Linked DNA regions of Mus musculus: regions 2, 3 and 4 are each linked to region 1. Evidence: chromatin contacts called from public promoter capture Hi-C data. All regions are on one chromosome and are shown on one strand. Each heading gives the region's core, a stretch centred on a gene start, on an enhancer-like site or on the middle of the called end of the contact. The rest is flanking DNA. Distances are from core to core; before and after follow the strand shown.

Region 1 (2,573 bases), core at 52-2,551:
AGCTCAGGAAAGAAAGCAGGGAACTGAGTGGTAGGCAGGGTTTATACAAGATTTCTTAATCTTCCCACCACAGCTTTCCAGGGTGAGGATTGGTAGAATTTCACTGAGCTTGAAGGAGATCAGAGACTGATGAGTTTGCTCAGGGCTTGAAGGGTTTCTATACCAAGCTCCAGGATTAGTGGGTTTTTCTGTTCAGGGTTGGTGGGATTTATTTATTTTTATCTTTTTGTCTTGTAGGGTGGGGCCAGGCTACTCTTCCTCCTCGGGCCAGGGAATGACAGTAACAGCTATTATTAAACAACTATTAGGGTTAGGGACCATTAAGGAAGTCAGAGGTGGGAGGGACCTGGCTGCTGGAGCTCCTGGTGGCCATTTTCCTGCCTCAAGGTCTTACAAAGTATAAAAAGTTCACAAAGGGAGACCAGAGCAAGGAAGGCTTTCCCTGCCTCTTGAGTTGCAATGAATAGACAACAATGTAAGCATGTGTCCAATAAGTGATTACGGGTTTTCGTGACACACTCCTAGAATCTGCAGACTCCACCACCTGTCTGTGACAGCTGCAGTCTCAGGCCTGGGCTATTCTCTCTTCAAAAAATAAGGAAGTCCGCCTTGGTGTTTCCTTTTCTTCAACCTTCAGGAAAATAGTCAGAGCCGATGATTATGCTAATCCTTAGACCTGCTCTGGGAGATGGCAAGAGCAGTTCATACCCAGAGCGTTCTTCTGGGTCGACCAGCCACCTAAAGATGGAGGACTAGGGACCATCGCTCACAGGGAGGCAAAAGCTCGGGCACGGGTATGTTTATCGTAGCTCGACAATCCATTTAGACCTGCTCAAGCCACAGTGCAGGCGCAATAACAAGGGCGCGCCATGGACTACATTTCCCACCAGCCCCAGGCAGCTCGAGCCCTGGAAGCACAGTCTATTTCCGGTTGTAGGTCTCCGGAGTGTTGGGATCGGCCTTCGGAAAGGTTTTCTTTGTTAAGCTTCTGGGCCCCGACATGACACTCTAGCGCCTCTGGACTCTGGTTCAAGCGTGGCTGAAGAACTTACCTTTTGGCAAACTTTCCTATGCAAATCTGAGCCAGGTTGTCCCCGGGTCACATCCGCCCAGGGATTCCCACCCCTACCGCTTCCCCACCTGGAGGCCCCGCCCATTGCGTAGCCCCGCCCCTCATCCCCATCCGACTTGTTCCCCTCCCGCTCTTTTATGCAAATTTTCCTTGTCCTGGGTGGACCGTGAGTACGTGGTGAGACCCGACCCAATGGGAGACAGCGCAAGGGAAACGTGAACCGGAAGTCCGTCCTGACTAGCGGCCGTTGGCTTATGACGCCTAACTCGCGTGCTGAGGCTTGCGACCCGGGCCCTGCGACTTAAGTTCTGTGCGGGCCTGAGAAGCCGGTCAGGTGGCGACGCTGCAGGCCTGATATTGCTGAGATTGTGACCTGGGTTCCTCCGGCGGGATTTGGAGCCCGGAGTCTCTCGGTTGCTGCAGCCGTGGCCTACTGCTGTACAGAACCCAGGGCGTCTCTCAAGGCGGACGTAGCTGGTGTCGGGACCTAGGCTGGTGTCGGGGCATGACTATGGCTGCGGGCCCAAGCTCGCAGGAGCCAGAAGGGCTCCTCATAGTGAAACTGGAGGAGGACTGTGCCTGGAGCCACGAGGTACCCCCGCCTGAGCCAGAGCCCAGCCCGGAGGCCTCCCATCTGCGATTTCGACGGTTCCGCTTTCAGGACGCCCCGGGTCCCCGGGAGGCCCTTAGCCGGCTTCAGGAGCTTTGCCGCGGGTGGCTGCGGCCGGAGATGCGCACCAAGGAACAGATCCTGGAGCTGTTGGTGCTGGAGCAGTTCTTGACTATCCTTCCCCAGGAGATTCAGAGCAGGGTGCAGGAGCTGCGCCCAGAGAGCGGCGAAGAAGCAGTCACTCTTGTGGAGCGTATGCAGAAAGAACTTGGGAAACTGAGGCAACAGGTGACAGCTGTTTTACCCGTGGTTTGGCCCGGAAGTCATTGTGCTAGCCTCTTCTGTAGTCGAATATACTTGATCGTCCTGAGTACACTTTACAGGAAGGAGAGGGATTTTTTTGTAGCTTATCCTTTCCTTCCAGATTGTTCCCATATGACGACAGTAGGAAGTGAGGAGCACTTCCACCAGTATTTAGTTATGTAGTTAGAAAGCTTCTCACAGGCCTCGTGACTTTGGGCAGACTACTTAATCTGTTTCGTCCTGTTTTTCTGTTGGCTAAAGCACTGTCTGGGAATAATTTTGAGGACTTGGAGAAAAGTATGTCGTTTGGATGACACCTACTGCCACTGCTTTGAGGGGTTTGTTTTGTGACAAAGTCTTACGTAGCTCAAGCTAACTGACTCAGTGTGTAGTTGAGCTTGGCTGCAGAACAGTGGTGGTCCTCCACCTTCAGTCTCCCCAAATTCCGAGTTCTAGGGTTACAGGCAGAGTCTAGATATGTAGCCCAGGCTTAAACTCGAGGCAATCCTCCTGCTTCAGCCTCCCCACTGCTGATTCCCACAGGCATGTGCCACTATCCCAGGCCTATATTTAGTGGATAACACCCAG
Region 2 (2,573 bases), core at 45-2,544, 1.5 Mb after region 1:
GGTGACACTGGCTGATGTTGAAGGATGAAGAACCAGATACATGGGCAGGCCCAGAAATTGCAACCAAGGGCTGAGAAGAGTTGGGGAAAGCCCACTTCCCAGCCTTGGCAAAAAACGGAACCTTGGAAGAGAACTGGAACACCAGATGGCGCTACCTTCTACTCCTGCCTGCCTGCTGTCAACTCTGGCTGCTGTCAAATTTCAAGAAACACAGAAACTTCCAAAGGCTGCCCTCAACAAGCTCCTTGTCTAACCTGGATTTTTATCAGGACAGCAAAAGGCCTCCAGCTAGCTGTCTGGGACTGCTCCATAAACTCTACACTATTTCCAATTGGTTCCATGGCTTCGTTGAACACGAAATGTTTCTCTAATACTACACAAAGTTCACTAGGGCACAAACTGTGTTCAGGCTCACGGTCGCCTCCCCAAGTCCCCACACACGGCCTGATCACAGATTATTCAGTGGCACATGAATAAACTTAAAGGAAGGAAGGTGTCAGCGTCATTACTCGGAAGAAGAAAGACAGGAAGTTTGGTTAGGGACCTGGACTCGGAGGCATGGCTCTGAAAGAACATCAGAGACCCTTTGCCCTCTACAGCCCCGGGGCTCCCTGCCTCCTCACCCGGTGACTATGGTTCCATCGCGTCGGATACCGAACTGCGCGTTCTGCAGTCCCCCTGAGCTGCTCACCAGCCGCCCGTCGCTCACCACGTTCCCCAAGCACTCGCCAGTGCTCATGCGGAAGAAGCCACCGTTCTGAGCGATGCGGCAACCGGCCGGGACGGCTGTGTCCTCCACAGTAGCGCGGCGCTTCTGCGCGCAGCCCCCGGCTCCTCCGGGCTCCAGCACCGAGAAAGTGCGTAGGGGATCGGCGACCCGCGTCAGGTGGCCGGCCACCGCGCGCCCCTCGAAGTGCGACACGAAGGTGCGCACGGCCGCGTGGTGGCTGGCGCCGGGGTTCGTGGGTGGCGGAGGCCAGCTCTCCTGCTCTGGGCTACCTGAGCGCACCCGGGCGCAGTCTCGCGAGGGACGTCTGCGCGCTAGTGGGTAAGGCAGCAGCAGGTCATCGTCGCGGGAAACCCTGCAGGGACGGGGCGATCGTGAGGTCGGAGGGCTGTGCCTGAGAGCGCTCAGGAAAGGTGGACCCCAGCCAGGCTGGCCCCGGCGGCTGCACTCACCCGAAGCTTAGGCTGCACCACGCCACCCCGAGTAAGCCGAGCAGCGCGGGTATGAGGAACAGCCCGGGCCCCCTGGGCGCCGCCATATTGGATTGGTGCTCCGGTCACGTGGGCTCGCCCCACGTGATTCCAGGCCAGGCTGTTGGGTGCTTTGATTACGCATTCGAATTCCATCAGAGAGGGTAAGGCTGGAAGGGAGATAGATAGCTTTTTATTCTCATATTATGTCAAACTTACAGAAAATTGCAAGAACAGATGCTGGGCCTGTGTAAGTCTGTACAGAACTTGCTTCTCGTGCTTAAAGCCCTAGTTCCTTCTGTGTTGCACAAACCAGAAGTGGTGGCCCACGCCACAACCCCAGCATTCAGCAGAGGCAGGAGAATCGGAAGTTAAGAGGTTGGCTATTCTTGGCTAGTTAGTTAGTTTGAGACCAGTCTGGACTACTTGAGACTTTATCTGAAAGACAAGAAGAGGAAAAGGAGCCTAGGGGGTAAGAGGAGGAAAAGATGGAGGAGGAGGAAGAGGAACTTTTAAGAGTGAAGCTCGAGGCCAGCCTGGTCTACAGAGTGAGTTCCAGGACAGCCAGGGCTACACAGAGAAACCTTGTCTCGAAAAACAAAACAAACGAGAGAGAGAGAGAGAGAGAGAGAGAGAGAGAGGCTTGCAGCCCACTCGTGGTGGTGCACACCTTTCATCCTAGCATTTGCTAGACCTGTCTGACTGGATTAACTCTTGTGTTTTGGGTAGCTTGGTTTATCTTCGTTTTTGTTTAATTTTATTTTTGAAGCAGGGTCTCTGATTTATAGGTAGGCTGGCTTGAAATTCAGTGTGTAGACTGGTCTAGAGCCTCTTGCTTCTACCTAATCCCCAAGTGATGGGATTAAAGGCACAGGTCCCCAACCTGGCCCTGTTTTGGGTATCTTAGAATGACAGGTCTCCACTCTTTCCTCCTCTTGACCAGAAGAAACTAGTTTTCCTCTAGGATATAGGAACGACTGGCGAGATGGCACAGCACATAAATGAACTCGCTGTGCAACCTGAGATGAAGACCCTGAACCCATGGAGAGGAGGAAGAAGAGAATTGGCTGTAGAAAGTCTGATCTACATGTGTGCACCACTGCCTATGCACCCACTTGTATCTCACACACAGACCATAATAACTGACTGACTCAAGCTTTCAGGTGACAAGTGTCCTGTGTTATAGTAAGTCCCGAGCCTGGGATCCTCCTGGCGAGTGTCCCCTTGAAGCACGGCTTGTGCTTCAGTGCTGCCTGTCAGAGGCTGCTCTTCTTAGGGCTTACCCAAAGGCAGAGCCCAACGCAAAGTCCAGTTCCTGACCTCCTCAGGGGCATTGTCAATCTAGTAGGTGCCAGGGATTTGAATAGGTTTAAGCC
Region 3 (2,573 bases), core at 48-2,547, 1.2 Mb after region 1:
CCTGGCAGCACAACTTCCAGACGAGGCAGAAGAGTCAAATCCCAAGCCTGCCTGGGCAACTTAGTGAGACTAAAATATTTTAAAAGTAGAAAGATGGGCTGGAGAGATGGCTCAGCAGTCAAGAGCACTGACTGCTCTTCTGAAGGTCCTGAGTTCAAATCCCAGCAACCACATGGCTCACAATCACCAGACAACTACAGTGTACTTAGATTAAAACAAATATGTTTTTAAAAAGTAGAAAGATTGTTGAGGATCTATCTCAGTGATAAGCACTATATATACACAACTTGCAAGGACATAAGTTTACTTTTAAAAGTTATAAAAAGGACAACATACAACAGTTTGCCAGTCTCACGATGAGTGATGTGTGTGGGCTGGTAAGGTGAAAACAAGGCCTGTATCCTGGAAACACCAGCTTCTCCTGCTGCAAGGCCTGCGCTCAAGTAGCACCTAACCTAGTCTGAACCAACAGAATGGACACGTGCTTCCCCAAACTGGAAACCATAGGCGGATTAGCAGAACCCTGGAAGAACTCACACCTGCAACTCCAGCTCTTGGGGGGCTGAGACAATAGGACCGCCTTTGAGTTCAAGGACAACCTGGGTAACATTAGATGCTTACACTAAAAACATCCAACCCGCCAGCGTAGTGGCACCGGCCTTTAATCTCAGCATCTGGGAGGTAGATCTCAGTGAGTCTGTGGCCAGCCTGGTCTACACAGTGAGACACGCCCACAATCTCAAAAAACCAACACCCCCAAAAAATCGATTCAAGTAAAATAAAAGTTTCTATGTCTTCTGCACCTCTCTCTCTCAGAATTTCAGTTGCAGCCCTGATAAGTTATTCTTAAAATTCTTAAATCTTAGTTTTAAAAAAAATTCTATTCTGGAGGCAACTGTCATTCCTCCAAGAGATCCATGAAGGCCTCGAGGGAGCCCCTGCAGCCCAAATGTACGACGCAGTTCCGACCCTAGCGGTCCCGGCGACTATGCACGACCGCAGGCTCCCGTGTGGCTCAGCAGTCTGGCCGACACCTCGCGTGACCCCTTAGTTTAGCACCACGGCGGCGGGCCCGTGTCCCCAAACCCTGCGACAGGCAAACGCCAGGGCTGCCCACCCGAGCAGACTCAGGGCGCCTTGGGCCCCACCTCTCAGAGGGCCCTGCCGCGGCCCGGCCTACCTTGCAAGGCCTCAGGTTCCCGGGCCACCCTCCAGCGACAGCGGCTCGCCCCTCACCGGCCGACAGCCCTGCGCCCGGCCCACCCCGGAAGTAATCCTCGCACGGCGCAGAGCATCCCGGGAAGGTGACGGACGTTCTGTTATTGACACGCCACAGCAGCCCATGAGATGGCAGATACCGGCCCATTCGCTCGGGAGCCAATCCTGAGGCAGAGAGGCAGGCGGCGAGTCGCCAGGCCGCCGTGGGTGGCCGTACTCAGCACGGGGACAAGGCAAGTGGGCGGGCGGAGCGGCTGAGGCAAGTGGGAGACCGCGGAAACCCACGCGACGATGGGTGGGTCCTGGCTGCGGGTGGCAGGGAATGAGACCCTCCCCTCGGCTCTAGCACGGACTGCCTCGTCCCGCTGCCTTCCAGTTCCCTTGACAACGACGCCTGGCGCGGGGCGGGGCGAGGCGGGGCCAACTGGCTTTGAGGAGAAACACTGAGCCGCTCGGTCTTCTGAGCTCCTCCATGCTCTTTCCTCTGCGGGTCAAGCCTTCCTTCAACCCTCCCCGCCTTGCACACCTAAAGGACGATCAGTCCTGGGCGGCCCCCTTCACTTCGGTGATTCTGTGTCCTACCGCCAAAGCCCCTGGTAGGAAACATCTTTTGGTGCGTATACCAAAAGCGTCTCCACCTGTGGTTCCCAATTCAGGACAGCCAAGCACCCGTCCTTGCTCAAATGCCCTAAGACCCCACTCACTCCTCTGACGCAGCTCTGGTTTGGCACCGTTAGCTGATCTGCTTGGTCCGCTTGCTAGGCCTTCACCCACAATCCTAAAGTCCCTCTGCCCCTGAGGACTGAACGTGTTTTCTTTAGGGTGAGATATAAAAGGTGGAGCTGAGCCAGCGACTGGATTATAGAGACTCATTTGAGTGATGACTAAAAAAAAAAATCTCTTGAATAATGGATCTTAAACCTCTAATTCTAAAGATTATTTTTAATTATATTAATGAATTAGTTTGTATTTTAATTATGTGTATGGGTGTGAAGGTGGGTATGTGTACTCCAGTGCAGATACGAGTGGACGCCAGAGACGGGCTCTCCCTGAGGTTAAAGTTGCAAGTAGTTGTGGTTTTGGAAACTGAATTGTGATCCTCTATGAGAGCAGTAGAGGACACCACCATCTTGTGCACTCATGACTGCACATACCCACACATACAGTCCTGCTACCAAGTGACATAAGTTTGCAGAACCAGAAGGAAATGGGTAGAAACTAGAATTTTTGCGGGTGCATTTTCATCTACAGCTGATCAAGGCTTTGGGAAGGCTACCAATGCTAGTTTCTCCTTGAACACCCAGACACTGCCACCTCACCTTGTGTGCTCCACAGGACTCCTTGATGATGACAGA
Region 4 (2,573 bases), core at 30-2,529, 1.0 Mb after region 1:
ATCGTCAGGACTGGGAGGCAGACTGATTTTCAAATAGCCAAGGGGAAAAAAAAAATCAATAAGCAACAAGATTTCTAAGTCTAGTTAATAATATGTAAGCTTTACTAGGAATGGAAATATACTATTATCTGCATGTACTTTGGCATGAAAATAAAAGACTGAAGGATAAGTACCCAATAAAGATATTAATTGTACATTCTAGGTGGTAGTCCATAGGTGTGCACTGTAAAGTTCAACGGTTTTTGTATGCTTTGAATTTTTCCTAACTAATGTCAAGGTAGAGGAGGTCTTTGAGATAGTGAGTGACCAAAAATATCTTTCTTATTATGAGCAGAGAGCAAGAAGAGCAGACATGTTCACCTCTTTCTTCCCACCCAACTCTGGTCAGCACCAACAAGCTAAGGACCAGAAAGAGCAGTCCTATTTGCCCAGAAAATGCCCTGTTTGGAGTACACTACAAAACTGATATAAAAACTACTGCATGCCCTCTCCCCAAAGTCCCTGATCCTTACTCCCAAGACACAGATTCTCAGTTCCAAGTGTGCATGAGAATTTCTGGAGAGCTTACTAAATGCAGATTTCTGGGCCTTACCCCATAAATACTCAAATCAGATCCTGGGGAATGGGGAAAGTCCAGGTCTTTCTGATACAGAGGATCCTATCCTGATCACTCCATCTTCCTTGACACCTGTTGAGAGGTCCCAGGAGACCCACCTTCTCCAAGGTCCTGGATGGCTTGGGGCTTCGCCAGCCCCTCGCCTTCCTAACGTCCTGCCGGAGCGCCACGTAGAGCCAAGTCTAGACCTGCAAACCGGCGGGGGAAAGAGGGCGAGACGGCCTCCTCCAGGACCGCCAAGGTCACCCGCGGGTCTCTGAGGCTTACCTCAGGGATCCTCCCCGACCGATCGCCGTTCCTCAACCCTCCATACCCCGAGGAAAATGGCTCGTACAGCCGTCGCTTACAGAAAAGTAGAAAGGCGTGATAATCACCCGAGTGGGCTGGCCCTTCTCTGGCTGATATCCCCTGTCTGCAGGCCCAGTTCGCTCGGGGCCCTGGAATGCTAGCCCTCGCAGCCCCGCAGCTGCAGCCACGCCGAAATCAACTGCCCTGATTTTGCGTGGCGTTTCGGAGGGAACGGACTCCACCACGACAACCCAGGCCCGTTTACCTCGAAATCCAGAAGCCTGAGGCCAGAGGGACAGAGATCTGCAGTGGTCCGGCCCGCTGCTCCGAGGAGCCCCTCTACCAGAGGACTCGCAGCACTCACCGCCCCCGCACCGAGAGGACCCTGGAATTTGTAGTCTTTCGGCGCACCCGCAGCATTCCCTGAGGCGGGAGCCTACAGCTCCCGGCACCCACCGCGCGGCGGGTGAGGGCGGAGCTCGGCGGGCTAGGTCACGCGGGCGGAGGGTTTCGAAGCCTAGCCCCCGCCTCGGCGTGTGAGAGGGGTCCCTTCGGAAGCCGCTTGGAAGTCTCAGAGGTGACTCACCGTCAGTTCCAGCCCCTCACCGGCCAAGCGCTGCCGCAGGAAAGGCTGCCTCAGCCCCGTAGCTGTCCAGAGGGAACCGCAAGGCTGTGGAGAAAGGCCCAACCTCCTGGCCTCTCGCCTTAGGGCGGGGCTTCGCGCCTCACGCAATGAGCTTGGATGACGTCAGTGGAGGCCCGTTGCGGGTGGGAGACGAACGAGTGGTAGTTCCCCAGGCCTTTATGATGGGGGGGGGAAAGGCTCGAAAGAAAGATGGTGGTGCTAGCGCTCCCTCAGGCCAGCCAGCCAGGCGTGCTGCGCACCCCAAGAGTTGAGGGAGAGCTACCACCCTTGCCCTAAGCTGCCTGGGCTTTCATGAAGCTGTGAACCACACCAGCTGTCCCTGCCCTCACACAGATTCCACTCTGACAGACAATACACAAATAAGCCACAAAATGACCAGCATCTCAAAGGAAAGCAACAGGATGTCCCAACAGAATTAGAGTGTTGCCTCTGAGTAGGGAAGGTAGGAAAGGCTATGTTGGGATGAGGTGTGAAGTAAAGAAAGAGACTGGCAGTCGTGGCGCACGCCTTTAATCCCAGCCCTCGGGAGGCAGAGGCAGGCAGGTTTCTTAGTTCGAGGCCAGCCTGGTCTACAGAGTGAGTTCCAGGACAGCCAGGGCTATACAGAGAACTCTGTCTCCAAAAAACAAACAACAACAACAACAAAAAAAAACAAAAACAAAAAAAAAAAGAAAGAAAAGAAAGAAGACTGGTATAGATGAACTTTTGAAAGGCACTTTGGCCAGCAAGGTGAAGACTGGAAGACAGCACCAAGGTCATCAATGAAGTTTGGATTTATTGCACATGGAAACTAAAGCTCTCTTCTTTTTCTTTTGTATTTGTGTGTGTGTGAGGCACGCATGTATGTCAAAGGGCAACTTTCAGGAGTCAGGCCTCCTTCCAGCATGTGGGCTTTGGTTCTCACTCAGGTCTTCCAAAATGGCAAAGACCCATGAGCCATCTCACGGATCCTTTTGTATGTTTAGGCAGGGTGTTCCTCTGAGTCTTTCAGGCTCACAACCATCCTCCTACCGCTCAGTCTGT

The links. Promoter capture Hi-C pulls out the DNA fragments that hold promoters and counts their contacts. Capture Hi-C pulls out chosen DNA fragments and counts their contacts.
Region 2: a contact with region 1 is called in a promoter capture Hi-C map of pre-B cells, with 4 times the contacts expected there. The contact joins the promoter of Nagpa here to the promoter of Zfp263 in region 1. A contact is called at or near these places in 6 of 39 promoter capture datasets (the 3T3-L1 cell line, hematopoietic stem and progenitor cells, liver and 2 more), 3 of 484 Hi-C or Micro-C datasets (B cells, CD4 T cells and Th17 cells), 2 of 115 datasets of contacts at active chromatin or transcription factors (regulatory T cells and regulatory T cell precursor) and 2 of 9 other capture datasets (adipose tissue and liver).
Region 3: a promoter capture Hi-C map of liver shows a contact between it and region 1, with 2.7 times the contacts expected there. The contact joins the promoter of Anks3 here to the promoter of Zfp263 in region 1. A contact is called at or near these places in 2 of 484 Hi-C or Micro-C datasets (CD4 T cells and CD8 T cells) and 1 of 9 other capture datasets (liver).
Region 4: a contact with region 1 is called in a promoter capture Hi-C map of pre-B cells, with 5 times the contacts expected there. The contact joins the promoter of Cdip1 here to the promoter of Zfp263 in region 1. A contact is called at or near these places in 1 of 39 promoter capture datasets (pre-B cells) and 1 of 484 Hi-C or Micro-C datasets (CD8 T cells).

The regions. Positions count from the first base shown.
Region 1 is chr16:3,742,798-3,745,370 of GRCm38.p6, forward strand. It overlaps Zfp263 (zinc finger protein 263), which reads left to right and starts at 1,302. Exons shown (of 6, transcript NM_148924.3): 1 at 1,302-1,970. The coding sequence starts at 1,578.
Region 2 is chr16:5,202,718-5,205,290 of GRCm38.p6, forward strand. It overlaps Nagpa (N-acetylglucosamine-1-phosphodiester alpha-N-acetylglucosaminidase), which reads right to left and starts at 1,295. Exons shown (of 10, transcript NM_013796.3): 1 at 1,180-1,295; 2 at 624-1,082. The coding sequence starts at 1,265.
Region 3 is chr16:4,962,940-4,965,512 of GRCm38.p6, forward strand. It overlaps Anks3 (ankyrin repeat and sterile alpha motif domain containing 3), which reads right to left and starts at 1,298. Exons shown (of 17, transcript NM_028301.4): 1 at 1,181-1,298. It also overlaps 4930451G09Rik.
Region 4 is chr16:4,788,662-4,791,234 of GRCm38.p6, forward strand. Cdip1 (cell death inducing Trp53 target 1) reads right to left here and starts at 1,280. Exons shown (of 6, transcript NM_025670.5): 1 at 1,170-1,280.